4 separate regions of the Mus musculus genome follow, and all the other regions are linked to region 1. The links are chromatin contacts, called in public Hi-C, HiChIP or PLAC-seq and promoter capture Hi-C maps. All regions are on one chromosome and are shown on one strand. The core of a region is the stretch at or near the end of the contact, and the rest is flanking DNA. Distances in the headings are between cores, read along the strand shown.

What was found. Promoter capture Hi-C pulls out the DNA fragments that hold promoters and counts their contacts. Hi-C and Micro-C count contacts between places; a contact is called where the count stands out from the background. HiChIP or PLAC-seq counts read pairs in DNA pulled down with a chosen protein or histone mark.
Region 2: a contact with region 1 is called in an H3K4me3 HiChIP or PLAC-seq map of neural tube, with 4 times the contacts expected there. The contact joins the enhancer-like site here to the promoter of Cdh11 in region 1. A contact is called at or near these places in 2 of 39 promoter capture datasets (3T3-L1-derived adipocytes and stem cell-derived epiblast-like cells), 5 of 484 Hi-C or Micro-C datasets (the 3T3-L1 cell line, 3T3-L1-derived adipocytes, lens fibers and 2 more), 3 of 115 datasets of contacts at active chromatin or transcription factors (embryonic forebrain, neural tube and stem cell-derived neural progenitor cells) and 1 of 9 other capture datasets (adipose tissue).
Region 3: a promoter capture Hi-C map of the 3T3-L1 cell line shows a contact between it and region 1, with 4 times the contacts expected there. The contact joins the enhancer-like site here to the promoter of Cdh11 in region 1. A contact is called at or near these places in 3 of 39 promoter capture datasets (the 3T3-L1 cell line and hippocampal neurons), 3 of 484 Hi-C or Micro-C datasets (MC3T3-E1-derived osteoblasts, nephron progenitors and uterus), 2 of 115 datasets of contacts at active chromatin or transcription factors (embryonic limb bud and heart atrium) and 1 of 9 other capture datasets (liver).
Region 4: a contact with region 1 is called in a Hi-C map of uterus, with 11 times the contacts expected there. The contact joins the enhancer-like site here to the promoter of Cdh11 in region 1. A contact is called at or near these places in 6 of 39 promoter capture datasets (the 3T3-L1 cell line, cranial neural crest, frontonasal cranial neural crest and 2 more), 13 of 484 Hi-C or Micro-C datasets (the 3T3-L1 cell line, cranial neural crest, embryonic fibroblasts and 5 more) and 2 of 115 datasets of contacts at active chromatin or transcription factors (craniofacial prominence and embryonic limb bud).

What each region holds. Positions count from the first base shown.
Region 1 is chr8:102,780,666-102,787,779 of GRCm38.p6, forward strand. Cdh11 (cadherin 11) reads right to left here and starts at 4,446. Exons shown (of 13, transcript NM_009866.5): 1 at 4,231-4,446.
Region 2 is chr8:102,527,480-102,534,593 of GRCm38.p6, forward strand. No RefSeq gene overlaps it. Among named protein-coding and RNA genes, the nearest start is that of Gm39233, 220 kb to the left of the region's middle. Within about 2 kb of position 2,977, at least 1 of the 459 cell types and tissues checked has an H3K27ac peak or open chromatin away from gene starts, as enhancers often do. A contact at or near this core is called in neural tube, where this site is marked.
Region 3 is chr8:103,028,583-103,035,696 of GRCm38.p6, forward strand. No RefSeq gene overlaps it. Among named protein-coding and RNA genes, the nearest start is that of Gm32531, 240 kb to the right of the region's middle. Within about 2 kb of position 3,254, at least 2 of the 459 cell types and tissues checked have an H3K27ac peak or open chromatin away from gene starts, as enhancers often do.
Region 4 is chr8:102,974,509-102,981,622 of GRCm38.p6, forward strand. No RefSeq gene overlaps it. Among named protein-coding and RNA genes, the nearest start is that of Cdh11, 190 kb to the left of the region's middle. Within about 2 kb of position 3,948, at least 25 of the 459 cell types and tissues checked have an H3K27ac peak or open chromatin away from gene starts, as enhancers often do. A contact at or near this core is called in craniofacial prominence, palatal mesenchyme, second pharyngeal arch cranial neural crest and 1 more, where this site is marked.

The sequences.
Region 1 (7,114 bases), core at 3,196-5,695:
TCAGGACTACTCCCCTCCCCCACTTCTAATTCATCCCGTTCTCCTTCCCAAATCAAAATGCTCTTCCTACCCAAACAAACAAAATCAGCATCACCTATTCATCCATCTCCATACATGTGCACATCTGGCACATAGCTGCCTCGGTGACAGCTAACCTTAGCTTATCATCGGCTCAACCCCAATCCTCAGGCTTTGTCTTAGACAATGTCAAGTCACAAAAATTCCCAACTTTCTAGCAAAGTCCAAAGAAGGACGAAAAGACTGCCGGTAACAAATCCTCCCACTCGGAAGACGGTCATGCACACAATCTACCGGAGCAGAGCCCGAGCTGCGGAGACAGGAATCTGGCCTCTTCGCAGAGGTGCAGACAAGACTAGTAACAAAACTGCTTTTCACGGTGCCCTCAAAAAGCAGAGGGGCTCCATGTCGAAAGTTGGAGAAGGTCACCATTGCCCTCTAGTGGCCAAAAGCGCAATCTTCCGCAAAGGAGTCCATTCCCATAGATGCACAAGTCTCTCAATGTCAGTGCAAATGTAAAGCAGAAAGATGTTTAGTTATCCTCCTTCACTCTGTTCTTTAGTCCTTCCAACATAGAGTGGAAACTCTAGATGACCATCACAGTCATTCTGATGGACTGGTGAATGCAGACGAGGAAATTAAAATGTTTCCAACTTTCTCCTGTTTTTCCTTTCTTCCTCCAACAAACCTGTGGATTTTGTTCCTTTTTTTCCATTAAAAATTAACTTATAATTTTAGTTAGGCTAGATATCTTTATATATTTCTGGAGCACTAACTCTGAAGTGGAAACATTGACGTCTTCAAACTATAAATAAAGAATGTGAGCTCTTGATACATTAGCCAACGTCTGATGAAGTAATGACCAATTTCATAAAGGAGAAATTCACTGCATGTATATTTTGATGCAGTAAAATCACTCACTAGTGAGCATATAAATTAAATGAATATTTCTAAGGGAATACTTAGAAATTCATAGCAATTCTCAGGGAATTGATTGTAAGAGAAAAAGTTCACTGCCTCCCCTCAACTCCATGAAGTGTATTTTGTAATTATTAGTCAGTAAATGGGCACACAATAATCAAAGTTTTAAAAAGTCAGTGTTGAAAATAGGCTCGAATAAACATAGCAGACTTTTGAGCTTTCAACATAAAAGCATTGGGGTTGAAGACTAAAATCAGATGTGTAGCCCTTGTTTAGGTGGTTCGGAAACATAGATTTACATATTGTAGATCAAAGTCTATGTAGATTGTCTGATTCCTAGGTTATTGGCACTTATAGGAAAGGTTTCCAGACACTCAGAGCTTGTGGGAGTGTAGGTTTTGTGACTGTAAATCAAACCATGAAGTCAATGTCGTGGTGATTCCCTTCCATATGAGGGTCTCCAAACCTGAATCCTGACAAAGCAGCCATGTAATTCTATTCAAAGTGAAAGAAAAACCATGAATTATGAAGACATGTGCATTAAAGGGGCATGAAATTGATCCACATTCCCCCAAATGATGACATAGCTCTCCAACTCTGCACCCTTCTCCCACAAATAAACATTCTGAAGCCACCACAGAAAATGTGGAAATATGAGTTCTGTGCCAGAGAGAGGAGAGAGAGAGAGAGAGAGAGAGAGAGAGAGAGAGAGAGAGAGAGAGAGAGAGAGAGAGCTGTAGCTTTTACTTTTATTTAAATTAACAAAAGATTGCATCTTAATTGAAAATAGAATTTAAGTTTCTAGTAATTTGCTGTGGTGCACTGATAAGCGTTCCGAACATAATGTAAATTCTGGAGTGTTATCAAGATGGCCCAGTGTTTCCACAAAAACTATTTTTAAAGGCTTTCTTTCTTTCTTTCCTTTTCTTTCTTTTTTCTTTTTGCTTTTGTTTTTTTCCTAGTATGCAATAAATCCACGTTAAACAAATTTCCAAGACTAGATCATCTCATTTCCATTATCCTAATTGTTTACACACACACACACACACACACACACACTCCAGAGATGAAGATTCTCTCTCATTCTCTCTCTCTCTCTCTCTCTCTCTCTCTCTCTCTCTCTCCATATGACATCCCAATCAGGACATATAGAACTAATAATTATAAGAGTGTCAGTAACCATTGCTTGCTACTAAAGATACAAGTATAGACTCCAAGGACTTCAATATGTTTGTTGGGGTGCAATGCCTTGTCTCAGAAGGCAAGATGCAAACCCCAGTTCCACCCAGCAAAGTTTCCTGGCCTTTAGATGCCTCTGTCTGGTCTCTTCTGAGTGCTGATCACATTCCTTTGTACTAGGCAGGATAGATGTTTTGCACAGAGGGTTCGAATACGAGGGCCTAACTGGCCAACCCTAAAACTTAAGAGTCAGAGATTGTTTAAGGAACTTAATGTGCCTGTGGCTTCAGGGTCCCTCTAGTACTGGCCACAGCTATGTCCCTTTGTTTTGTAACTTTTATTCCTTTGTTCTGATAGAAGACCAAGCTGCCTGCAGCTGGGGTTGAGCATCCCTTTCTAGGTTCTGGGGCTCTGTCTCCTTGCTTATGAGAGAAAACAATTCCAACATTATTGAAATGAAGGCCAGTCCCTTCTCTTTTTTCTCTGCTACCCTTAAAGGCGCTCGCACTCAGTTCAGCCTCGTTAATATGCTGATGAGAGGGATCCTCGGTCCTGAGAACACATCTGTAGACCGGTCCCCAGAAATTCCAGACACCCCGCAAACCCCTGGACGTCTGCTACGAGCCCTAGAGATAAGGAAATTGATCTATCCTCTCGCCAGATTAATTATCACTGCTTTCTGTGATTAAACCCAAAACTTACTGCTTCCTAGTCCACAGATAAGACCGATCAGGAGAAAATAGGAAAGGATTCGGGAGCCATCGTTAAAGATTTCTTGAAGAAAAAAAAAAAATGAAGGGGAGACTTTTAGACAAATCTCTACCCTCCTGCAGTGCCAGGCTTTCATTAACAAACCCACTCCCAGCCCTCAGGGACGACCCTCCGTCATGCAGAAACGGCACCGTTAAATAATTAGAAGATGCAATTTCTTCATAGCAGTGCGATAGCCCGTGAAATTCCTGCTGCATTATTAACAAAAAGCAACAGGGCTTCTTCGAACATCTAGCGAACCTTTCACCCGCTGAAGGCAGGAGTGCGGAGCCCGGGTGAAATCCGGGCCTTGGCAAGAGAGAGAATAGGAAGCCTCCTGGGTCCCACTTTCTCCGGGGACCAGGAGCGAAAAGACCCTGCCAAGGCTAGGCTGGGTTGCGAGGGGAATTGGATGCTCCCGCAGCCTCCAGCTTCCCGCTGCTCCTTGCTCTCAGCACATCCCGGCTGGGAGGCCAAGCACAGGGAGGGAGGCCGATTGTGAGGAAACAGTGGAGGCTTGGAGCGCTCCGAGAGGAGGCGCAGGCTTTCCGGGAAGGTTTGATTCTCAAAGTTAACATTGACCCTAGAAAGCTTCCTCCAGTCCAAGCCCGAGTCTAGTCTGAGTCTGAGCCGCTCACAGAGCATTCCCTGCATCACTGGGAGGTTAGGATAGGTGACTGAAGTCCCCGAAAAGGCGGGGGCTGGAGGGGCTAGCTCACACCGCAACCCCCAGCCTCTGAGCCGCAGTCCACAGCCCCCGACCCACACTATCAAAGTGCGGCCAATCCAATCGCCGCTCCCTCCCGGCCGCCGGCTATCTTCTGGGCTTCGACCGCACTCTCTACACAGGCACCGGGTCTAGGGGAGCTCTTTAGGAAGGCGCGGGAGGATCCCCTCTAGGAACCCCGCAGAGAGCGATCTTGTCTGGGGAACAGGCGCAGCGCGGGCGGGCACCGCACAGGGGTCGACTTTCCCTAGAGACATCACGGGAGCAGTCTGCGTGTCCAGAGCTCCGCTCTGCAGTTCCTTGCCCCAACCCAAAGCAATCCCCCTGTGCTGAAGCCTTGGTGCAACAGCCCCTCACCCCGGGGGGGGGGCAACAATCAAAGAACCGGGGAGCGCACATCTGGCGCCTCAAACCCCTGCTCTGCCTGCGTCCACAGCAGGCTGCCTCCCTTTTCTCTGATTTTTAACCTCACCCCCCCCCCAAAAAAAAGCCCTTCTGCTTTGCTTTACTGATCTCCATCAGCCAGCAACCTCCCCCTTCCGCAACAGTCTCTTTCAGAAGCAATTCTTTCCCCTTTCTGCCTACTCCGAGAAGCCCCATCTAGATAGGGTCTAGAGCCGAGCAGAGCGCCTCACCTGGGGCCGTTGCGGGTGGACACGACCTCCTGGCCGGCTGTCCCTGGCACGGGGCGAGCGCAGCGGTGTCAGCCCGGGCCCCGGTCCGAGTCCCATTCACAAGTCGGCGGCGGCTGCGAGCGGCCCCCGCGGCATCTGCTCCTCGGCCCGCGACGCTCCCCTCAGCTGGCGGCGGCCGCGGAATGAGCCGCGGAGCGCGCTAGTGGCAGGAATGAGAAACCGGGGGGAGGTGGCGGGCAGGCGGGCGGGTGAGGGGGGAGGAGGAGGGAGGCCGACGCTGGGAGGGAAAGGGGGGCGGAGAGGAACCGAGGCTGCTAGACGCCGAGAATTGGGCCTGGAGGAGGCGATGGATGCCTACCCTGTCGGCGCTCCTCCCCCCCTGGGGCCCCGAGAGATGCCAAACCCAGGAATAGGTGGCCTGGCCGCCCCTCCTGCCCTGGGTCGCAGCGCTCCGTCTCCTGTGGGGGCTCAGACACAGTCTGGAGCGACTGAAGTTGGGCTCCGGGGATACACAGCCAATCAGGAAGGACGACGGAGGGAAGCTGGAGAGGGCTTGAGAGCCCCCATTTTCCTCTTTTCCTGAAATCCGCTCCAGCTGGACAAGCTAGGGCCTCAACCGGCCCGCCGGAGGATGGATTGGATGGAAGGCATTGCCCAAGTAGGGGAGGCAATCCGGAATTAGGGAGCGCATTCTAGGCTTTATCAGTTAGCACTCTGAAAATATCTCCACGTTGACCACTCCTGCCCAGTGCCCTCTCCCACGAACCTTCAGCATCCCGGTATCTATCCTTTGAGAAATCCGCTTGCGGGGAAATCGGTGAAGACACTAGACAGGGGCATTCGGACTTGAGAAGAATAGAGTTTTTCCTCAATGTTGTTCTACCCTACATGCAAAGCCTTCTTTAGGGTCAGCCCCACCAGGACAGAGTCTCTAGCTTCTGTTCCAGCCAATTACAAGCAACACCCCCATCCGGCAGTTTCACTTGTTGCCTCCCAGAATGGACACCACAGAGCCCCTCAAGGCCCCAAAGAGAATGCCATTCGACCAGAGGATGGGCCTACGTGAAGAATACCCGCACCCTGACTCAGCCCCCTGTTTATATCTTTCTCACGAGAACCCAGCAAAGGATACCCCAACCTGATTCCTGTCCACTTTACAGTGTCTGGGCAGAAGAACTGGATCTTCAAAAAAAAAAAAAAAAAGCGCCAGGGACTGGGCGGGGCGGGGCGCTCTTCCTACCTAGAGCAGCGTGGGGACCCGCACCGTGACTGGGAACTAAGGATCCATGCTTCAGTGGGGACCTTGGATTAGGACAAGTTTCCAGTCTGGAAGATGTTAGAAAGAGCAGAAGTAGAGTTTCCAATGGGCGAAGGATAAAAAGGGATTTTTTGAGGAAAGTCGCGGTGGCTTGGGAGTGGCGACCTCAGGAAAAGAACAATAAAATGACAAGGGACAAAAGCTGGACTATGCAGCAGAAGCAGGAAGACCTAAAGGGGGAGTTTAACAGGAATCAGAAGTTAAAAAAAGAAAAGAGGCCACCAATGGAAGAGAGCGCCAGGACCCAAAGCGCATGGGAAGGGCACTTGAGAACCCAGGGAGAACAAATGGTGGCTGAATCCCACCACCAAAGCACTTAGCCACCAGTCCTGGGGACCCGGAACTCTCACAGATCAACGGTCCCCGTCGGGCTCCTGGAAATGAGATCAGGAACCAAGGCGCAGACAAGACCGCTGGAATATCTGCCCTGTGCTTGCGTTTTCCGCAGCATCTCCAGGTCCCTGTGACACTGGGTGCCGCCCCTACCCCCCACCCACAGTAACCATACTGTTGGAAAGGAAGCGCCTGTCACTCCGTGTGGACGTGGCCTTTAAACTGCCCACTCTTTTGGGGAAAGGGGGCGCTAAGCTTTCAGCTACCCACTTCACTCATCTCCCAGCTTCCCTCTTCCCTCATTCCGGATCGTGCCCAAAGTTCCAGGCCTCCCACCGCCACCGCCACAACACACGCCGCCGCTGGTAGCAGCTGCTGGGCGCCGGAGGGGTGTGGGGGGAAGACTAGCAAGCAGGGGGGGGGGGGAGGTGGTGGTGGGGGGAATCCGGTACTTGTCTGGAGACTGCTAGCTGAGCTTTCTACCTGCTCATCTTGGTGCAGGGACCTAAGCCCCTTCTACCACCATTGGGTTAGGTTTTCTCTTTCTTCTTGATTTCTTTGGCTCTGTCCTTTCATCTGAAGTCGGATCTAAGCCCTAAAACTTTGGGCACGTTCCAAACCACCACCGGAAGTCCCCACTGTAAAAGAACAGAGGGGCTGCTACCTAATCATTCCCACATAACAAGTGAAGTTACAGGGAGGGAGGAACGAACGGAAAGTGTCCCACTAACCCTGGCATTTATGACAGCTCCTGGATTTTCCAATCTTTACCGCGCTGCATGAAGGGAACGAGCAAAACCTACAGCTAACATCCATGTAACCTCTTGCTGGAGCCTGCAGTGAGGAGAGCACCGTGGAGGATAGGCTCATGGACTCCAGTTCGAGGTGTAGCCCAGTCTGAGCCTGTTTACTTGTGATGGGACTTGAGCTGGGCATCGCGTTTGCTTTCTGTCCAGAGTTCACTAAGTGACATTACTTGTTCTTTAGACTATCCATCCACTTCATGAACAATAACATCATCGAATATTTACAATGAAGCTGAACTTCTCTTGGTAGGTTTCAAGTGGCGCTGCACACTTGAATCAACAGTCTTTGCACAATTCTACACCAAGGTTCTTCTCAAAATCAGAAAAAGAAAAACAAAAAACCTGCCACACCAAAATAGTCACGTGAAATGTTCATACCTGCTTTAGTTCCATTGGAGTGTATATGGGAAACAATAGCCAAGGAGAG
Region 2 (7,114 bases), core at 1,727-4,226, 250 kb before region 1:
AAGCCCAATCAATTACCAGACTGAGAAAAAGAGACAGCATCCTCACCTGGATTCCATAAAGATTAGGGAACTTCACACTGCAATGGCAGTGGCTTTGCAGAGCAGTGATCTGGTCATCTGGTAGTGTGTGTGTGTGTGTGTGTGTGTGTGTGTGTGTGTGTGTGTGTGTGTGCCAAAGGACTAAGAAGTAGAAAACTGTTGGGCTCAGAAGCTTTATGGTTCAGTCCTTGGTGTTGGCATAGTCCTTGAACTGCCTTCTGTGCCTCTGCTCAATATACACTTGTGAAAAATAACAACAACAACAAAGCAAAAAGACAAAAACAAAAACAAAAACAAACAAAAAACATCCCATCTATTTTCCCAATTCTTTATCTAGACCAGGTTTCAACCTTTAGCACTAGTTTAGTCCTTTAACTTCTGCAAGTCCAACCTAGTCTGAGGCTCAACTCTACTTCCGCCCTAGAGACAGCTCTGAAGTATTTCATTAAGCCTCCATTGGGATTATCTATATGGCTTCTGAAAAGATTGTCTATGCATGCCTATCAATTACTCTGCTTCTTCCTTTCAGACTTCTTTGAAATTGTTTGAAATATGCTGAGAATTCTCTAAATCATTCTATAAAGTAGATAATATATTCGTAGATGATAGATAGATAGATGATAGATGATAGATAGATAGATAGATAGATAGATAGATAGATAGATAGATAGATTATAGAGGATTGATAGATAATAGACAGATCATAGATAGATAGATAGATAGATAGATAGATAGATAGATAGATAGATAGATAGATAGATAGATAGATGGATGATAGGTAGATGATAGATAGGTATATATGATAGATAAATTATATATATATATATATATATATATATATATGATAGATAATAGATGAAATCTAGATATGATAGATAATGGATAGAAGATAGTTAGATATTAGATACTAGATAGACAATAGATGCATAGTAGATACAGAGATAATAGATACATAGACACATAGATAATAGGAATAAGATAGATTGATAGAGATAGATTTAGCTTAGATATAAATAGGTGAAGCTGTAGCTATAGAAAGATATTGTATTGTTTGGTGTGTATTGTGTGATGTGGGGTCCAATTTGAGTAGCTAAGAATCTTTGCCTAAGCTGCCTATCAAGTATAGAGGAACTACTTGACAAATTGCTGGCAACAAAACCACTATACTTTCTGCATTTATTGTTATTCAACTAAACCTGATGTTGTGGAAGGATACGGTTGTGCAGCTCACTCTCCGCAGTTAACCACAGTAGAACTTGTTGGAATTATTGAGATTGCAGCCTTGGCCTAGCATGGCGAGATTGCTCCAACAAGCAATTGAGGGTGAAGGAGAAAATGCACTCTTACCCACTAACAAGAAACATTAAGGGCACAGTACCCTGTATCCCACGTTATTTATTACTTTTATTTTCCATTTTTATTTCTTAGTCTGTGCTTCAATAGTTTTGTTGTTTCGTTTCAGCTTGCGTCCAGCCGAGGTGGGACTTTCCAAGTGCCCTTTCATTCTCTAGACTGGCTCCACAATATTTTAGCTTCTATTTCTCATAACTGTAAGCCATACAGTTTGTGCCTCATTTATATTTTACTTCTTTTTTTGCCTTTTTTCTGATGCCTTACTCATTCCAGTTAGTAGTCATGAAAAACTTTAGCTCAAAACCTGAAAACCCTAAATTATACTTTCCCCCCAATCAGTGCCCTTTTTAGACAGGATTTCAAGGTTTTGATTTGATATAGAAACTTCAAAGCTTAGCTATTATGAACATTAGAATACACATTCAATTCATCAAGCCAGAGAGACCTTTCAGAAGTTGATCACATTGTTCTCCACAAACAAACCTTAACAAATCCAAAACACTTTAAATAGGTTCTTGCACCTATTTAGATTGTACTAGAATAATGCTGCTAATCATTAGAAAGAAAAATAAACCCACAAAAGGTGCACTTTTTAAAAGCTTAGACACGGATCGACGTTCTTCTGAATGAACTGGGAAGCCTTTGAAAAATCCAAGGAGGAAAAAATGTGGTTTTTTTTTTTTTTTCAGATGAAAATAATATGACAATTTACCAGAAATTCTGAGATATAGTTTTGGCAAATCTGAAAGGAAGATTCCCAGCTGTTTGTGTTTACATTAAGAGATCTGAGCTCACAACAATATCAAACAACCATAGCTCTCAGTTTCTAAACTACCACCCAAGGAGTATACATGGAGAGACCCAGGGCTCCAGGTGTATACGTATCAGAAGACTGCCTTGTTGGGCACCAATGGCAGAAAAGGCCCTAGGTCCCGTGAAGGCTCGATGCCCCAGTGTAGGGGACTGTGAGGGCAGGGAGGCAGGAGTGGGTGGGTGGGTGGGAACACACACTCATAGAAGCAGGAGGAGGAGGAATGGGATAGGGGGTTTTCTGGTGGTGGTGGTGGATCGGGAAAGGGGATAGCATTTGAAATGTAAATAAAGAAAATATCCAGTTTTTAAAAAGATTAAAAAAAAAAGAAAAGAAATCTGAGCTCTCAGGTAATCTCGCAATGTGCCTTAGGATCAAAAATAAAGCAAAACCAAGCCAAGTACAAAGTGATGGGCAACTAGAGTTTTAAAAGATCAGAGAAGGTGTTAAATGGAATAATTAATCAAGCACAGACTTGGTCCTCTGAAATGACAAACAAGATTGACCGTCTCTAGACAAACTAGCCAAAAATGTGTAAAAGGCACAAATTATTTTAAAAAGAAGATAAATTATCACAACCAAGAAGGTGAGTTGTGGAAATGCTGTAATGAAAGCCATTACTTTCATGGTAACTTTAAAACTAAAGTGAAATATCAAGCAATACAGATGTGTCAACGCAGCAGATGTCACCTCAGCAGATGTTCCACAGGGAGGCAGCAGGAGGAAAGGAGAATTTCCCAGTTTGGTTTTCCTGGTGAACTTAACGATTAGCCAAACACAACAGGTTTCATCATCTGTCCTCCCTGCTTCCCAAACACCCGTAAATCTATCAAGTGGAGAAAATTCCAAGCATGGCAGGTCCCTTTGAAATTTTGTGCATCCGGCACCAGGACTGTGTATTTTCCATGCTAACTTCTGAAGAGCAAGCTCACTGAAGCCGGCCTCATGGCTTTCTGATTTCTTGATCTTTTAGTTGCCTGCTGATCTTCACGATATCAGAGTTGAAAGCCTCCTTACATAATTTCTCACAATGTGGTTCAAGAATCCCCTTGAGTTAAAATAGCCTGGAATAAATATTTTTAAATGGGCATGTCATGTTCTCTGAAGACAGAGCCCTTAAATGTGCTTCATATAAATTAAAAAAATAAATAACTGCTGTTTTCCATATCCTCTAAAATGACTTCCACCACTGTTTTTCATTCTTTATTATTGTATTACATATATATTATATTGTAGAGAGAGACACTATTAATAGAAATATTTCTAAATCTGATTAATATGGAACAGAAAAATGCAAGTCTATGAATCCTAAAATAGATCACAAGGCATATTTGTCACTATTTAACTTTTAATTTTAAGATTTTTTTAAAGTTTTTCTTTTCATCATTCAGAAAGGATTTCACAGCATGAAACTCTAACCATCAGCTTGTGAGACTCCAGCTGTTCCTGGTCCTAAAACGTTTGGGGTTCTCTGCCATCATTATTTTATGCACTTGGACATGCACAGTAGCAACGGGTTGTTTGTTTGTTTGTTTGTTTGTTTGTTTGTTTTTCCATCTTAAGGTTTATTTCCTCATTGACAGGTTAAGCACTGGGGTTTTTTGTTTGTTTGTTTTTTGTTTTTTAATTTTAGAAGATGTTTTAGTATCTTTAAAATGAAGAAACTGCTTAAGATTTTTGGTGACTTTTTAATTCAGTCAAGTGCTTTTGTATAGTGTCACAGGCGTATACATATAGTGCATGCAATACTACTCCTATACACTTACCTTCCACTCTCCAAAGCATTATATTTTACAGAATTTAACTAATGTAGTCCAATTTGTTAGTTATCCTTTTTGAGGTTCTCTTTAAATTATTTTTGAATTCCAAATTAGTAGAGCTATTCTGACGTTTTCAAAAAAGGCATGGCTTCATCCTTCATCTTTAGGTGACTATTGTTGTCTTTGTATCCATATTGCTGTGATAAACGTACCTTTTAAAGTGCAGCTTACTGGGGGAAGGGGGAAGCTGGAGAGATAGCTCAGTGGGAATTACACGAGCTGATTTTCCAGAAGGCTTAAGTTCAATTTCCAGCACACACATGGCAGCTCACAACTGTCTCTAATCAAGTTTCAGAGGGTCTGACACCCTTGCACAGACAGGCAGGCAGAACACCAATGAATATAAAAATAAATAAATCTTTTAAAATTACAGCCTACGTGATTAAGGTTACTTTGGGCTCACAGTTCATAGGTATATTCAATTGATTATGAATATTCCAGACAGTAGGAACTTAAAGCAGCTGAACAGATAGAATCTGCAGTCAATAAGAGTGATGGACAGTTGTACTTATTTCATTTTCTCCATTTCGTGTAGTACTAACCATTGAGAGTGGAGGGGTCCTTTTATCTCCATTAAGTCAATGATGATACTACTGCACAGTCTCCCTCCTCATATAATACTTATCAAGTTGAAAATTTTGAATAACCATCATAACTTAATCCCTTTTTAATCTGACATTACAAAGCATTACTACAAAACTGTTTTACAGTTTGTTCCCATAACATCAACCCATCATAAAATGTAAATTGACTGAAGATAACAGTGAAAATCTTCATAGTCATGAACAGTTCCAATGCTTTAAAAATCCAATTTGTCAAATGTAAGTTTCTGTGAACTAAAAATTTTTATGATTCCAACATTTAATTTTATGGTAAACATTCTTTCATTTTAGAGAATGTTTGATTATTTTATTTTATGTGTAGGTTTTGTCTGCATGGGTGTCTGTGCACTACATTCATACCTGTAAACTTTATATCCATTTATTCGGGCCTGTAAAGGCCAAAAGAGAGCACCTGCTTCCCTGCAACTGGCGTTAGGGATAGTTGTGAACCATCATGTGGATGCTGGGAAATGAACCCCGCCCCGTCGGCTGAGTAGCCAGTGTTCTTAACCGCTGAGCCACCACTTCACCTCCACAGTAAACATTCTCACCTCACACACACACACACACACACACACACACACACACACACACACACACAAAAATAAATAAATAAATACATAAATAAATAAATAAAATAAAAATAAAAAATCAATGAATATTAATTAATGACTATTTAAAGCAAGATTGAAGCCTGGAGTGGTGGCACATGCCTTTAATCCCAGCACTCGGGAGGCAGAGGCAGGCAGATTTCTGAGTTCAAGGCCAGCCTTGTCTACAGAGTGAGTTCCAGGACAGCTGGGGCTACACAGAGAAACCCTGTCTCGTAAAACAAAACAAAACAAAACAAAACAAAACAAAACAAAACAAAACAAACAAACAAAAAAACAAGATTGAAACCAAGATTGAAATTCAGGAAATAAAATACCAAGTGCTATAGCTCCATACCCAACACCAGAGCTTCATAATGGAGTTGAGTGCTCTCCACAGGCCTTGAGGAAACACACTTCCCAAGTTCTGTTGTTCAAAGCACATAAAAGCTTTCTCCTGTGTTAGTTCCACTCTATGCATGCAAGCTTCCTTGTTACACATCCCATGAATGTAGCATCTGCAACATTTTGTGTTCTCCATTGTACCCTAGGCTTCAGCATCCCTTTGTGTAATGGCCACCAAGGTTCCTCTGCATTGGCTCCTATCCTGCCCTATACTGCCTTCGTTCATCTGTTATCTGCAAACATGGAAAACATCTCATGTCACTCCAAATTTCACATATTTCATGCCTCTGAAATCAATGTTCTTGCAGCCGATGCTATGTTATTCTGCTACCGGGTTAGGATATAGACCGACAGCCTTGGGATATAACAATCCCAGGGTCTGTTTGGCTTTATGAAACCCTTTCAGAGGTGATTATGGTTGAGCCAGAAACATCGTCAGTTTAACTTTCACATGTAGTTTTTTCTTTTTGAAATTAAAGTATTATTTACCTCATTTCCTTCTCCCTTCCCACACTCCAACTCCTCCCAGGCCCCTGCAGTGCTCCCGTTCAGCTTCATGCTTCCTTTTTCTTTAATTAGTATTATCACATATGCATATAAATATATAAATACAATCTGTTCCATCCACTTAGTGCTGCTTTTATGTACAAATGATTTCAGCGCTAATCACATGTTATGGGATAACCAATTAAGAGGCTCATTGCTGGAGAAATTATTGATCCCACTCAACGTTCATTGTCTGCTTGGTTTCTTCTCTACAGTGAGGACTGTGTGAATTCTCATTTCCAGGTTAGCATGCCTGTTGGTAATGAAGTTATTCAAGTCTTGTTTAGACAGCTATATTGTACAGGCACCATGGAGGAAACTTAGCAGTTATTCCTAGCAAGCACAACTTCAAAAAGGATTTCCGGATCGTTTGACTTTTATGATGTTCTGGCTCAGGTTTCAAAATATTCTCTAAGAATTACATGCAGGAATTGTATTGTAGATCTATCCATTATAGCTACATACCCTGTTATCAGTTGATCTCTGCATTTTGGCCCTTGATTTTTTTTTTTAAGATAGTTTCTGTGTGCTGTAAAGAAATGCTTCTTTGATGACGAGTAAGAGCTACACTTTCTTGATAGCTATTTAGCCATGCTAGACATTGTTATGGATCATTGATATCACAGCTGGGTATGACTCTTGTTTGCGTCTATGTGTTGGGAGCTTACATAATAGCTTCCAGCACAATGAAAATCAGTCTTCTGGGAAGAGGCCTTCAGATCAGATCCAGTTTGGACCTCCTGAGGCTTGTATCTTAAGTACAAAGTATCTTCATCAATTGTTTACTTTCAACCTCTGTGATGCAACCAAGGGCAACCACAGTAGACTTTCATGTTCTAGATAGAATTGGACCTTTACATGAGGTAGCCTATGATGAATGAGTCTGGTCTTCAGTATACATTTCGTATTTTCCCATTTCAGAGGCAGAATAAGACCTTTTTTTTCTTC
Region 3 (7,114 bases), core at 2,004-4,503, 250 kb after region 1:
TAAGGAATGATCAATATGGCAGGGGTGTGTTTTTCTCCTTTGGCTTCCAGTTTTGAGCCAAGAACAAGACTAGAAAAAAAGACATGGAGAACAAAGCACTTCTACAAAATTTCTTTCACCAGAAAAGGGATCCTTATGGAGGTGGAAAGCCAGTTTTTCTTCTTTCTTACTTCCTTTCTTCTTTTCCTCCTTCCTTTCTTTCTTTTTTTTTCTCTTCTTTTCCTTTCTTTTCTTTTTTCTTCTGGCTATGCTCAAGGCAACATCATAGCACTTCTACAGGGACAGCTTATAGAGATGTAGGGCACAAAGGACCCCACTAAAAAGCGCTCTCTGAGGCCGGAACCCTATGCTAGGAAGAGAGTGAAAAGAAAGCCACATTGTTTCTCTCTATAGTTTTCATCCTTCTTTCACAGCATTGGTTCAAGGTCAGTCTGTGTGTGTGGAAATAGTCAATAGCTTATCTCATGATTTTTAACTATGTGTATGTCTATATGTGTGCATGTGTGTGCCCTAGGAGGTCAGAAACAGCAGAACTGCTCATGGTAGAAACCGAACTCAAGTCCTCAGCAGGAAGCACATAAGTTCTTGGTTGTGCCAGGGAAATGTAGTTATTTGCCCCCCCCCCCGATCTCCCCAAACAGACAGGAACCAATCTGATGCAACTCACAGCAGGGTCTTTATTCCATTTGAGCTAGTTTGCTCCACCCCCAACACACTGCTGTCACATGGGATGGTTTGGGGGGGGGGAGCTCCAAATGTCTATAGGGTCTATAGGGGCAAGGCTTTACAGTAAGCAGAAAGCAGGGAGTATCTTGTGCGAACATCTAATTGGAAAGCTACTGTGGCCTTTAACATAACTGGTTGGTGCTGGGAGTCATATGATAAAATTAATTTCTGCTCCTCTCTGCATTGGTGGTTGTTAGGCAGGGGGTAGGCTTGGAACCCAGGGGTGCAGGTTTGTTGGGGGAATAACCTGAAGAAGCTGGTGTGGCTGAGGGTGTAACATAGTTCTGGCCTTGTTGAGAATTAACCTAGAGACTGGAGCTAGGCTTGCGTTCTGTTAGGGGTCATCTTGGAAATGAATGCATTGTAACATCCTGTTAGTTTACCTGAGTTCAAACTTAGGTCAGGTTCTCTAAAATGTGGTCTGAACTTAAAAGATTTGGCCTCTCATTCTCAGCTACTGAGACATCTCTCTTGTCCCTTGAACATTCTTATTAGCCACACTGGCACACACAGCAGTATAGATCTCACCCATGGGTTCAATGCTGGCTCTGCCCTTGTGAATTGCTCATGATTTCCTTTTAGGCCAGTTTATTTTTGGATTATGCTATATACACTAAGCAGTGCTATATTGTGAGCCTCTTGCCTTTGGTTAATTCATAGCACAATCCCCCAAATCAGTTTTTAAAACTGTAAGATAATGTTTTAAAATATATAAGTAATTGGAAATAAGAGGAATACTTGTGAAATGTGAAAACTGTATGTCATTCAAGTTTAAGTGTGTATGCCTAAAGTGTTGCTGGACCAGCAAGCACCACTTCCTCCCCTTGTGTAGTGTCTTCAGCATCCATGCTACAAGACCAGAGGTGAATAGCTACAACAAGGGCCCTATGGCTCACAAAGCCTGCAAACTTTACCACTGAGGCTTGACAGAAAAATAAACAAACAAATAAATAAAAGTACTGACTTCTGATAAAGGAAAACAAACACAGTAGATCCCAATCTAAGAAAACCTGGGTGTGGGAGTCAGACAAGGGCTTGATGAAGAGATGGCGCCGTGTGCAGTGGCATGATGATTAGTTCTTTCTCACTCTGCTCATGGGTTTTACAATTCATGTATGCGCTTCATATGCAATTGTAAGGTTGAATCATAGCTTTGCTCAAGCTAGGTCAGTAATCTACAAGTGAGCTACTTTGCCAAAAATCAGGATTAATACCCTTGGAATAAATGGGAAAAGAATATGTAATAAACGAAACAAAGAATTATGAGCATAGGCCAAATAAATTTTACATTTTATACATCTTAATTAAAATTCAATTACATCATTTCTCCCCTTCCTTTACCTCCCTGCAACATGCTTGTAAATCTTCTCCCGTCGACTCGTTCCATGCTTCTTCTCTCTTGAATTGATAGACTCCTTTTCTTTATTATCATTATGTATCCAGTACAAAGTGGTCAGCCAGCCCTAATGGTATACATACAAATGACAAACATGGACTCTGCAGTTATATTTATATATTTGTGTACAGTTGTACAAATAAGATTGTTATAACAGAAATATACAATATCTCATTCATGTGGATGAACTCAATAGCAGAATATAGATGATTAGTGAAAAGGTTAGTGAACATAAAGATGAATTAATAACATTATCTAAACTAAAAGATGCAGAGGCCAAGATAGTGTAGGGGAGAGAACAGAAGCTTAGAACCTATGGGGCAACACTGAACAGATTAGAGTTAAGGAGGAAGAATTTGGGGAGAAATAAGCATTTATAATGATAATGACCTTTTCCAAGTCAGTGAACTTCATGGTTGTAAAAACCAATTTCCAGCAGGATAAATGCAAATAAAATTATGCCCAGATATACCACAATGGCACTCATGAAAACCAAAAGAAGTGATAAGAAGTGAGACTAGGTAGTAAGGAAAACCACAACTTTCTACAATAAAATGATGGAGAGAACAATCAGATATGGAGATTGGAAGTATGCATAGAAGGTTAGTTTTTTGAAGAAAGAAATGGTACTCTCAACCTTCACATGTGGTATTTTCATCTGAGAACAATAAAACGCAAGAAGATCAAATGACTTATCTAAAGTAACTCTCAAATAAGAGAGTAGAAAGGAAGGAGGGAGGGAAGAAAGGCATGAAGGGACAGAAGGAAGGAGAAGAGAGTGAAGTCAGGTAAGGTGAGAGGGGAGACAGTAAGAATGAGGAAAAACAGATGTAAAGAAAGAAAGAGGGAAGGAGGGAGGGAAGAAGAGAGGGAGGGAGGGAGGGAGGGAGGGAGGGAGGGAGGGAGGGAGGGAGGGAGGGAGGGAGGGAGGCAGGAAAGAGAGACCTTAACACTGTTCTATCACTGTTTCTCCTTAAGGACAAAACAAAATGATGGTTTTTATAATAGGAAATGGTTTAAAAGAAGATAATTTTCCCTGGAGGAACAAAGTTGAGGGACTGGGCTCCCAGGCTCCCAATGAGTAGCAGGAGGAAGCTGAGACATGGGGAATGTTCAAAAGCAAACATGGAGAACAGCCAGTGAAATATTCACCCTGTTTGAAGAGGTTTGCTGAGGCCATGTTTTTTTTAAAAGAGGAGAGGTAGTGAACTGCATTCTTTTTTTCACAGGGACAAAACCACTGGGAAATCTAGTAATAAAATATAGCACTCATTTCGGTGCCAAGGAAAATTATAGGAATCACTTGTTGACATTATGCAGCCAGAAAAAAAAAAAAAAAAAAAAAAAGAAGAAAGGCAATAGCTTATTGGCTGAACTCACAAATTCTTTGGCTGAGAATAGCTTTTCCTTTGTTTCAACATTTTCTTTCTTGTTTCTTTTCTTTTTTTCTTGGTCATTTCCTCTGTCCATCCCTCTTTCCTTCTTCCTTTCCTTCCCAATTTCTTTGTCCTGTTTCTTGGTGTACCTGTGTCTTCCAAACATGCTTGTTTTCTCGCGCACAGTCGTGCTCGCAAGCGCTCACACTGCCCCCCCCCACACACACACCAGAAAAATGCTGCCCCCCCACACACACCAGAGAAATGCGTGGGGGACAGTAATGATGACCACACTTGTGGGCTTCAGTCCTTATACTGATCTGGACAACTACTGTAGAGGGGGGACTAAAGGAAGTTCCAGTCTGAACCCGAGACAAGAGATGTTATTGAGATTAATGCTAATAAAATTCTTAAAATTAACACATAAAACGTAAAACGTTTAGGGATTAAGTGTGAAAATATAAAAGTAGGAAAACAGATTTTTTTTTTTTTTTTAAGGAGTAGTCTAAGATTCCTTCAGTGTCAATGAACAGCTATCTTGTCAAGGTCCCTGGCTGCCTACAATTATAAAAGCACTCACGTGACTTTCAGTAGAGATCCATCTGCATTTGTCTGCATTTCTTTGGAGAGACCAACAAATAATTGGAGTAAACACTATTATTTGTTGAAGTGTGTAAGTTCAAATGCCATTGAGGAAAGCCAATCTTTAAACACACACACACACACACACACACACACACACACACACACACACACACACTAAGGATCATGGCAGTATCATGATGAATTCAGTATGCACTGCTGTGACAATAAAACTTGAGTTAGCAGATACCCATCACCTCTCACAGTGGGAACAACAAGGGACTGGGAAGCAGTTATTTGGGCTCCATTAAAAGTAGTCCAATAAAACGCTCCACAGTTTCATACTTCATACTTCTTTCAGGACAATAGGCGTGTTTGAGGCGCCTGCAGTTCCCATAATTTGTCTTTGAGAAATAGCAGACTACCATCTACAGTCTTGCTCTCCATTGAAAATATATCCTTGATGCTGTTGTATTAAAAAAGAGAAAGTACTATACCAGTGACATTTCTGCTCATGAAGAATAGCTAAAGCAGGCTACCCAAAGGATGTAAAGATAATCTTGAACATGATCATTAGTTCAGAAAGAGCCAGGTTACCACTGTTGTCTTTTATCTCCCTTTCCCATGCTTAGCTTGATATGACCTAATCTTTCTACATCTGACGTTTTTCCTTTGTTCTGTCTTTCTTTTTTCTTTTTTTTCTCTAGACTCAATATAAAAATAACATTACTTTTAAAAAGGAAATGGATGGCTGACATTGAAGGTATAGACCCCAGGGGGTTTGGCAAAGGAAGACAGAGGTCCAAAGATTGTTTTGAAAACTCTGTGGGTTTACCCTTCCAAGAAACAAATTAGAACAAGGAGAAATAAAGAGGTGATTTAAAACTGATTAGATTTTGGCAGGAGGGAAGAAAAATCCTGGAAAATCATCAAGTAAATTCTATTTGATTCTATTTGTATAGACTTAGCTGGAAAGTGATTTTTTTCCTATTTTGCTCAGATAATGTAATTTTACCTTTTATTACTGTTATTATTATTATCATTATTACTTTACTATTCTAGAAAGTTAAACTAAAGAGGACCAAGTGATAATTATAAGAATATATCAAGACTTTCCTTTAGGTTTGTTCTAGTGTGAGACACCTTATTAGGGTCCTATGGCTGGTGCTTTGAGAGATATATGACTCTGAAGAACAAATCTAAAAGTTATTAGGTGTAATTGCTTGCCCATTAGATGTCAGGCCATTCTACATGGATGATGAGCTTCAAAGGAAGCTTGCTGGCACCCTTTGACATTTCCTTGGTTTTAGTGCTTCCTGTTGATTAAGGAGGATTGCCTTGACAGTCTCTGAGGAAAGACAGATTCAATGTCTCAGCAATAGCAATTGAGAATGAAGAGGCCCCAGTCGATCGCTTAAGAAATAGAAAAGGACAGTTCTAGAAAAAAAAACATTGAGTAAGAATTAAGCAAGTTGTCTACAGGGTGCAAGAGTGGTGTCAGATGGAGTAAAACCAGACAGAATATTTTCAGTTCCAAGTCATTAAAAAAATGTGCATCAGTAGTCCTTAATGTACAATAAACGAGGTGCCAGGGCTCATATGATGATGAATTACAACATGCCTCTCTCTTTCTCTGTTCACATTTTTCTTTTACATCTTCTTTATTTCTGGTAATGGGTGTACCTGATGTTTCTGCCAGAGTTGTCCACAGAGAAGAGATGCTCATTTCTTTAAGGCTATACAAGTGAGCATGGTTTGTAAGGGTCCAGGGGCTGCATGGGTGAGCACTGTGCAAGTGAATGTCTAAGGCATCCATAGCAAGACGTTCAAATGTTTGTGTTAACTCAAAAATGAATGTCTTCGTTTAAAATAAATGCAGAGTCACAAACTTCTCTTTTCTTTTCTATTGAAGCTGGTTTATGAAGTATTAATTAGCTGCTACTCCATGCCAAGTAGTAGAGACTACCACACAAGAAGGAAATAAATGAGAGTGTTCCATCAAAGAATAGGTGTAGGAATGGAAGAGAGAAATGTAGCAAAGATACAATACACAGTGTAATAAATCTAATTCTAAAGAAGTGTGTTGAGGACAGCAGCAAGAAAAACCAGCTGTGAGTGTTAGAAAGATTGCTCATGGAAGGCTCTTTTAAATATTTAAAATTTGAGTCACTTTTGAAGAAAGGGATAGAATGTATTTGCATTTTGAAAATGGGAGGAGATATGGAATCCCAGGAAGTAAGAATCACACTTGTATGCTGTGTAAGTGGGAAATATCTGGCATATTATAAAACTCCTAGCAGTTTGGTATTAGTAAAAGCTGTGTCTTGAATATGCTCCGCAAAGTACATGTTTTAGAAATGCAATCCTCATGATTACAGATGTTTGGAGGAGTCCATGAAGGGAAACAGTTGAGAATCCCTAGGGCATCAGTGGCTTTTCAAGAGGATCTAGAATACTTACTGCTCTGCTTTGCCTATAATGCCTTCTGCCATGTTGAGATACAGACAGCTCTCAACAGGCACTGAACAGATGAAAGAATCAGGCTCTTACACTTGCCTGCTCCTGAATTTTAATTTCTAGTGTGTAAAAATTACCTAGTACTAGCAATGAAAACAGACTAAGACAGTGCAACATAAACCTGTGTGTAAGCAAGAATTGAATATTTGTGTAAGATTAGAAAACAGTAGCATCTAATCTTATAAGAAAGGAACCAATGGGATTCAGGGAACCCTATCTTCCGCTAGTGGAGAAGAAAGATATGCAATTCTGAGTGGCATCTCTGACATTATCAAAGAATTGGAGGACGTTGTCAAAATCTAAATGATTCCATGTTGTTGTCCCATATAGGTTAATCCTCACTTGTTTCAAGAAAATGGCCACCACTGGTGATGTGTTTAAAGGATAAATCTTTGGGATTTATCTCTTCAAGAGAAGTAGGATATAGGAGAACTCCTTTCCTCCAAGGGTAGGATTAAAAACATTCTTAGGTGCAGATCAAAGAAGATTTAGACAGAGAGAAAAGACTGAATAATCT
Region 4 (7,114 bases), core at 2,698-5,197, 190 kb after region 1:
ACTGACCTTGGAAGCCAATGTACAGCATATCTCAAAATGTTTCTTACCACTTTCTGCAGTTGCCCACAGCATACGACCCATCATTTGAAGACAAGAAATTCACTGAAGCTTGAGAATTCTCCTCAATTCATGTCTAATGCTCTCCTCCTTTAAGGAAGACAAAAACAAGAATAATAAAACTGTTTCTTGTGTCCTTGAAATCCTATAACCTGGACAATGTTTAAGTATCTGTCTCAAGGCTTACAAGGTTCTTATTCCACACCCATTCACTACCTGTGTGGTCAAAGATTCTCAGTCAAAAAGACAAAAATAAAACAAAACAAAATAACAACAACAACAAACCCCAGATGTTTTAACACAAGCAGAAAATCTGGTCCTTTTTTGAGATGGTTAACTTAAGCTACTCTGTTCTTTTTGAGGCAGCTCTCCTAAAGCATTTAAAACCATATATCCCTGGACTTAAATCCTATCTGTGTGTCCTTAGGGAAGCCATTTCTTTTTGAGAACCAGTGTATGGGAAGATCAAAAATTTTTACTTTTATTATTAAAATTATTGGTACACAACCTATATTAAGTACCCACTCTTTTCTAGGTACAGTGCTACGTATTTAGCATATGCCATGTCATTTATCTTAACCAAAAATCCCTTGAAGAATATTTACTCATTTTATTTTTGGTTAAAAACAAATCCTGAAAATTAAAGATATTAAAGCCTTTACCCTAAGGAAGTGGCACTGTTACCTGAAAGAGCTGGTCTTCAAAATTTCAGATCTTTCTCTGGAACTCTTAATTTAAACTATGAAGAGGCTGGAGTGTGGGGTGTGTTTCACTCAGTGGGAAAGCATTAACCATTCTATGCAAGATGCCCTGGATTCAATCCCCAGCACTGGAAAAAGCAACCAACCATACAACAAAGAGATAGAATTGGGCAGTTTTAGGAACTAGGGTCATAGCTCAGTTGGTGGGGTGATTGCAAAGTGCTCATGAAGCCCTAGCCTTGACTCCAGCATTATATAAACCGAGAGTAATTGACAAGCTTGCAATCTCAGCACTCAGGAGGTGAGACAGGTGAATCACCTTAGTCTCCAGAGAAGGACAGGGCATGATAGTGCATACCCCCTAATCCAAGGACTGGGAGGCAGAGGCAGTCAAATCTATGTGAGTTTGAGACCAGCCTCCTATATATAGTGAGTTCCAGGACAGCTGGGGCTCCATAATAGACCCTTGCTACAAACAAACAAAACAAACAAAGCAAAGATCTTCTTTGACTATATAGAGAGTTATTTAAGGCTAGTGTGGAATAGAAGTGATCCTACCTGAAAACAAACAAGGAAAACCCTAAAGTACAATGGAATTTATTCAATATCATCACTTTACAAACAAGGAAATTTTGGTGAAATTACTGGTTGTGTCAATACTTCTTTAGCATGTGTGTGCCAGTCATGAATTCTGTGAAGGCTGAAGTCAAAACTGGAGAGTCTGACTCTTGGGGCTTCCTGAGACTCATACACACACACACACACACACACACACACACATTGCCTCTTAAATAATTGCATACCCAAATGACACACAGGAGTGGGGTGTCATTAACCAGGACGCTGAGCATTCCAGTTCCTAACTTTCTGCAACGCCAACTTTCCCATGGCAGTCAGACCATCAAGTCCTAGTGTATGGTGACATCACAAGGAATCAAACCTGAAACACAGCAGAGATAATTCCCTTTACAAAACAAATGCTAGAGGGAGAGACTACAGAGTAATTTTGCCAGATTTCTCAGCAATTCTCTCGAGATCATGCATGTTAATTGCTTATAGCTGCAGGTTAGTACTGCCAGTCCCATGTGACACCTAAGCAGGAATCAGCAGCCCCTTTAGTGGCAGAATTGCAGACTTAGTGAGGTGCTGAGGATGTCTGCTAGGACATGCTGCCCGTTCTCTGACTGCAGAGGCTTTCCAAGGCCTGTAAGCTGAGTCCAAGTTGACTGAGTGAAGCCCTTCTCAGCAGGAGTCTTGACCATGTTGTAGATTTAACTAGGGTGATGTTTCATTTGACTCGAAATATTGTGTTATTTCTGGAGTTCTATTCACTAATTCCGATTCCCCTCTAAGATTCTTGACCTAGAATCGTATGTCTTAAGTCCTGGGAGTCACAACCAAGCCAGTTCACTCTGGATTTTAGCAGTGAGGCAGAAGAAGCATGTTTTTGCTCTTCTTCAGATTCCCTGTCAGCAAATGCAATAATTGAAAGGAATGGTCCCTATGAACTCAGATCTTTGGCTGTGATTGTTCTTTTCCTTCCCCTGTATTTTCTTGTGCCCTGTCACTATCTTTCTCCCTCTTTGGCTTCCTCCCTAACGATCTTCACATGAACCATACTTAGGATTGAAATGCCATGTTCTATGGAGCCAGTCCCCTACTGGATCAGAAGAGCCAGTTGTGCTCGTTTCTTTCAGATTCTGTGATCAGTTTTCTAGGTCACTTGAAATCAGCCTTCAAGAGAGGATTTAAGCTACAGAATCTGGCACAAGAGACAAGTCAGAGCTATTACCTTCCATACCCTCCTACAGGGCCAGCTGATAAACATTTACAAGCTCACTGTCACCAGTTTCTGATTAGATTATTGGCCTGACTGCTAAGTTATTATAACCACAGGCAAACTAAATTACACATGTGTATGCACACACACACACACACACACACACACACACACACACACACAAACACACACGGGGGGTAGACAGTAATCAGCTTTGAAAGAGTTTAAGTTAGTACTAGGTGAGAACATTCAAGGTACACTCGGGAGTGTTTTACATTCTATTCGGCAGGAATACATTTTTCTTTCCGATGTCCATTTTGTATATAAGAAAATGGAGGCTCAGCAAAACTAAGCAATTTGGGTAACTACGCAGAATCGATAAGTAGCAGAAGCTCACTGGTTACTATTAGCCTGTGAAGCCAGAATCATTTCTGTTTCTGACCCATTCGGCAAATGAGGAAAGTATAGAGCAAGTCCTCACATTCATACACAATCCACTTAGCAACATCTACGTGGCAACAGGTCAGTACAACACAGCACAGAGGACTGGATCCTTGGAGAATTCCATAGGTAAATAGGAGCATGAAAAGTAAGGATGCTGGATGGTGCTTTTACCATGAACAAGGATACCTGTTAGAAGAACTAGAGATAGTTCACATTGGTTACTTGTATTTCACTATCTCAGGACGCTCCACTATACCAATTTTAGTTTTCATTTATTCTTTAAAATAAATATATATTTTAAAGTAAAAGTTACAAAGGGAAAGCATTATGTATACTTCATTGTTTCGATGCTGAAGCCTCTAGGTTTACAGAGGTCAGTTGGTTTTTAAGATCTTAAAATAAGCCAGTCTAGCTTAACTATTACCTTCTGTTCTTAAAAATAAAGTAAAGGTTATTTAGGGCTAAGATATTACTCAAGCTTCTCTGTAGACTCTTTTACTACTCAAATTAACCAGGAATTTAGAATTACTAAGAATTACACACAGAAAAACTTAAATTTTAAGCCCCCATGATGACTCTAAACCAATTGTTTTTCTCATCTGCCACACAACATGTTCTGCAGTAATGGAAGAAAATGTACACCATTTTGAACGTGAGCACAGTACTATCTGTGCCCAAGACGCTCTTCCACAGTGATAGCCTCCGCATTGGTGTGTTTCAGCACATCCTAGAATAGGACCTTAATATACTTTGTCCTTTTAGCATTTCAGTGTTCTTCCCAACTGCTAATAAAGAACAGAGACGCTGGCCACAGTGGAAGACCTCCAGGCAGAACATGGATGGCCTCTTCAAAGTCACAGAGAAGGCGGGGGGGGGGGGGGACGGACTCCGGAACCCAGCTGCCTCACAGATGGGGCTCATTATCCACACCACCCTCCCTTGTTGAAGGAAGGCCAAGAAAGAGCCACAGAAAATTAGAGGCTTATGCTGAAGTGGCCAGATGTCGAGACAACAGGGACATCCTGTCTCCACTGGCCTGGCCAGTGGTTTAAGTGTTCTTCTCTGTGGTGGACAATGTGGATGTTTTCTGCACAGGGGAGAGGTCACAGAAGCTCTGTTAAGTAAAACATCAGAGAGAGAAGCTTCAAAACAAAATCATAACTTTTTTTTTTTTTTTGCTCTTTGAACACCATGTAGATATATGAAGAAGGTTTGGATCTGTACTCTGCATACAATTACTCTGTGATATTGTATCTGTTCTCAAGTGTAACATTTGACCAGAGTGATTTCAACATTTTACATAAGGTCTCAACAACAAAAAATAGCCCACAACTCAAAATAAAGCGGCTTTCCTGAGGTACCGTAAGTATACGGAGCAAAGGTAAGACTTCAACTCTATTAGCATTGACCCTGAACTACCTTTTAGAATAGTGAGTTTTGGTATGGTCTATTTGCCAGGTGTCTCAGTAATCCTTTCAAAACCGTTTCCTTCTACAAATCCTCCAGGCCTCGCTGCAGAATTATTAAAGACTCAGTACTTCACACATTAACAAGCCCACCTCATGATGTGATTGACAGGTCTTAACATTTGCTAGGGCTGCTCTCACTTCAAACAGACCCTGCCACGACTCTCCAGGAGCTTTCTAGTCGCTTCTCTTTTCCTTAACTAAAGCTATAGTTGCCTAGAAGAGAGAAACAGCCCTTTCCAAATCTTCTGTATAAAGCATTGAGAGGTTTAGATTTCCCCAATAAGAACAAATCCCAGTGCACGTGGGATGTTGCACATGGCTCAGATTCGTGTGGTCCGGTTCAGTGGCTACAGGGGTTGGCATGCAAAGAAGCAAGACAGGAGAGTATTACAAAATGCACTGAGGCAACCAAACTTCTGTCTTGACTTCCTGAGTTGGTGAACCTTGAACGGGATATGCATTCTAGCTTCCATGCAGTCATCTGGTGTATGATATAGCCTTAGACTTCCAGATTTTAAACTTGGTAAAAGAATATATTTCTACCATCTTCACCAAACATATTAAACAAACACTAGTGAAATGAGATATAAATAGATATGTTAACCAACTTAACATAATATTTATACAGCACACATGTAGATTAGTTTATAACAGTGTACCCCATAAATATATACAATTAATAGTTGCTAATCAGAAGAATTTTAAGCAAAGAAACAAGGAGGATGAAGAGAAGCTTCAGAGGTTAAGAGTACTTGCTGTATAATCATGAACATCAATTAGTGTCCAGCAACCCTAGCACTGAGCAAGCAGGACAAGATGAAGAAAGAAGGATAACTGAAGCTTGCCAACCCCCAACTTAGGCAAGAAATAAGTGACAAGTGCTGATCTATCAGTACTTGTGGCTCATTCCCATTACTGTGATGGGACACTTAGTGACTTCCTCTTCTAATCAGAAGCCGTTTCTTATAGTTGTGCTAAGCCTTTGTTAAATTCCCAACTGTAGAACGTGGAGGAAGGTAGGTTCAATAATTAGGACGAATCTGTCTTTAAAAGACGAAAATCTCTTCTAAAATATGGGGTGAGGGAAAGAATGGGCAAATTTAAGGAACCTAAAATGTGAGTTAAAATATTTTCAGATGTTTTTTGACTGCTAGTTGGTATCTGATCAATGGCAAATACCCAAAGCTGTGAGAGAATGAAAGAAAGTCATAGGATTTTTGAAGAAGCTGAGATGCAGGAAAAGGATTGGATAAAGATGACCAGGAGGCCTACTGGGTATCATACTGAGGTTTGTTTATAGTCATGGCCAGCAGGCACAGGTCTCCTGGAATAACTGTAAAAATAAAGGCTTTGGTTCTGACAAGTTGTTGTTTAGCTACTAATAGAACTGTGTGAAAGCACAGGATAAAGAATTATGTTGGGAGAACTTTACTCTCCCACATCCTCAGGCCAATGTGCAAGTAAAATAGGCAAATAAACACACAAAGGTGAAAATCAGGGTGAAATCACTGCTTGAGTGTTATATTTCTGCTAAGTTCCAGGTTTCCCAAAGGCATTCATATGTGGGATGAAATCCGGAGAAAAAATTCTATCTCATGAGATGCAATGGCCAGAGTGGGAGATGGTTTCAGTAGTGGATAGGTAGCATAAGGATCGGCAGAACATCCTTCATCTCAAATACATCAATCTCAAAGAAACTGTGTCTTTAAGAATTAGAAGGGAAGGTTGGACCAAATGTGACAATGAATAAAATAGACAGCATTCTTTTTCGTGACTTTGATCTTTGTCAAATAAGGCCAAGTTAATATAATGTTTTATATATTTGTATACTATTTATGTTTTGTATTTTTGATTTTAGTATTTCCAATATTTAACTTCTGTAGGCCTTCAGAAATTATTTCAGGTAGACCATATGCAACAACTTAGGAGAAAAAAATGAATACAAATTCCTAATATTTACCATATTGTAAGTAAGGATTCCTATAAAATGAAGGCCATGTAACATATCAGACTCCATGACTGGATGTGACTTTTTCAATGGGTTATCCATCATAAACGTCAAGGCATCCATCAGTAAGGCTAGTGGGGGACTGTGGCACTTATGATAGCTTTCACGTACTCTTTGCTCATAAGTGGATACTAGGTCTGTGATTCCAACATGGCTGTCCTGCCTCCTGATCACAGGTTCTGAGTCATTGTTTCAAAAAACAAATGGAAAAAAATAACAAACAAACAGACAAAAAAACCCAACTATTTCTACATTACCTGTGGATTTGCTGCATCTGTGCTTTTGTCTCCTTTTACCTTTATTCTCTACTTATGACAAACTGATATTAATCACTTTTATATCACAAGTGATTGATTGAGATAATTTAGCACACATTTGGTCATAAAAGATAGAATTAAATGGGTTCAAATGACAAGAGACTCCAAGCCCTGCACAAGCCCTTAGTATGGATGGCAGTCAGGGTAGCTTCAGAGACCTTAGCACTGAAGGGTTTTAGGGATCTATTCTTTCTTCTTCTTCTTCTTCTTCTTCTTCTTCTTCTTCTTCTTCTTCTTCTTCTTCTTCTTCTTCTTCTTCTTCTCCTTCTCCTTCTCCTTCTCCTTCTCCTTCTCCTTCTCCTTCTCCTTCTCCTTCTCCTTCTCCTTCTCCTTCTCCT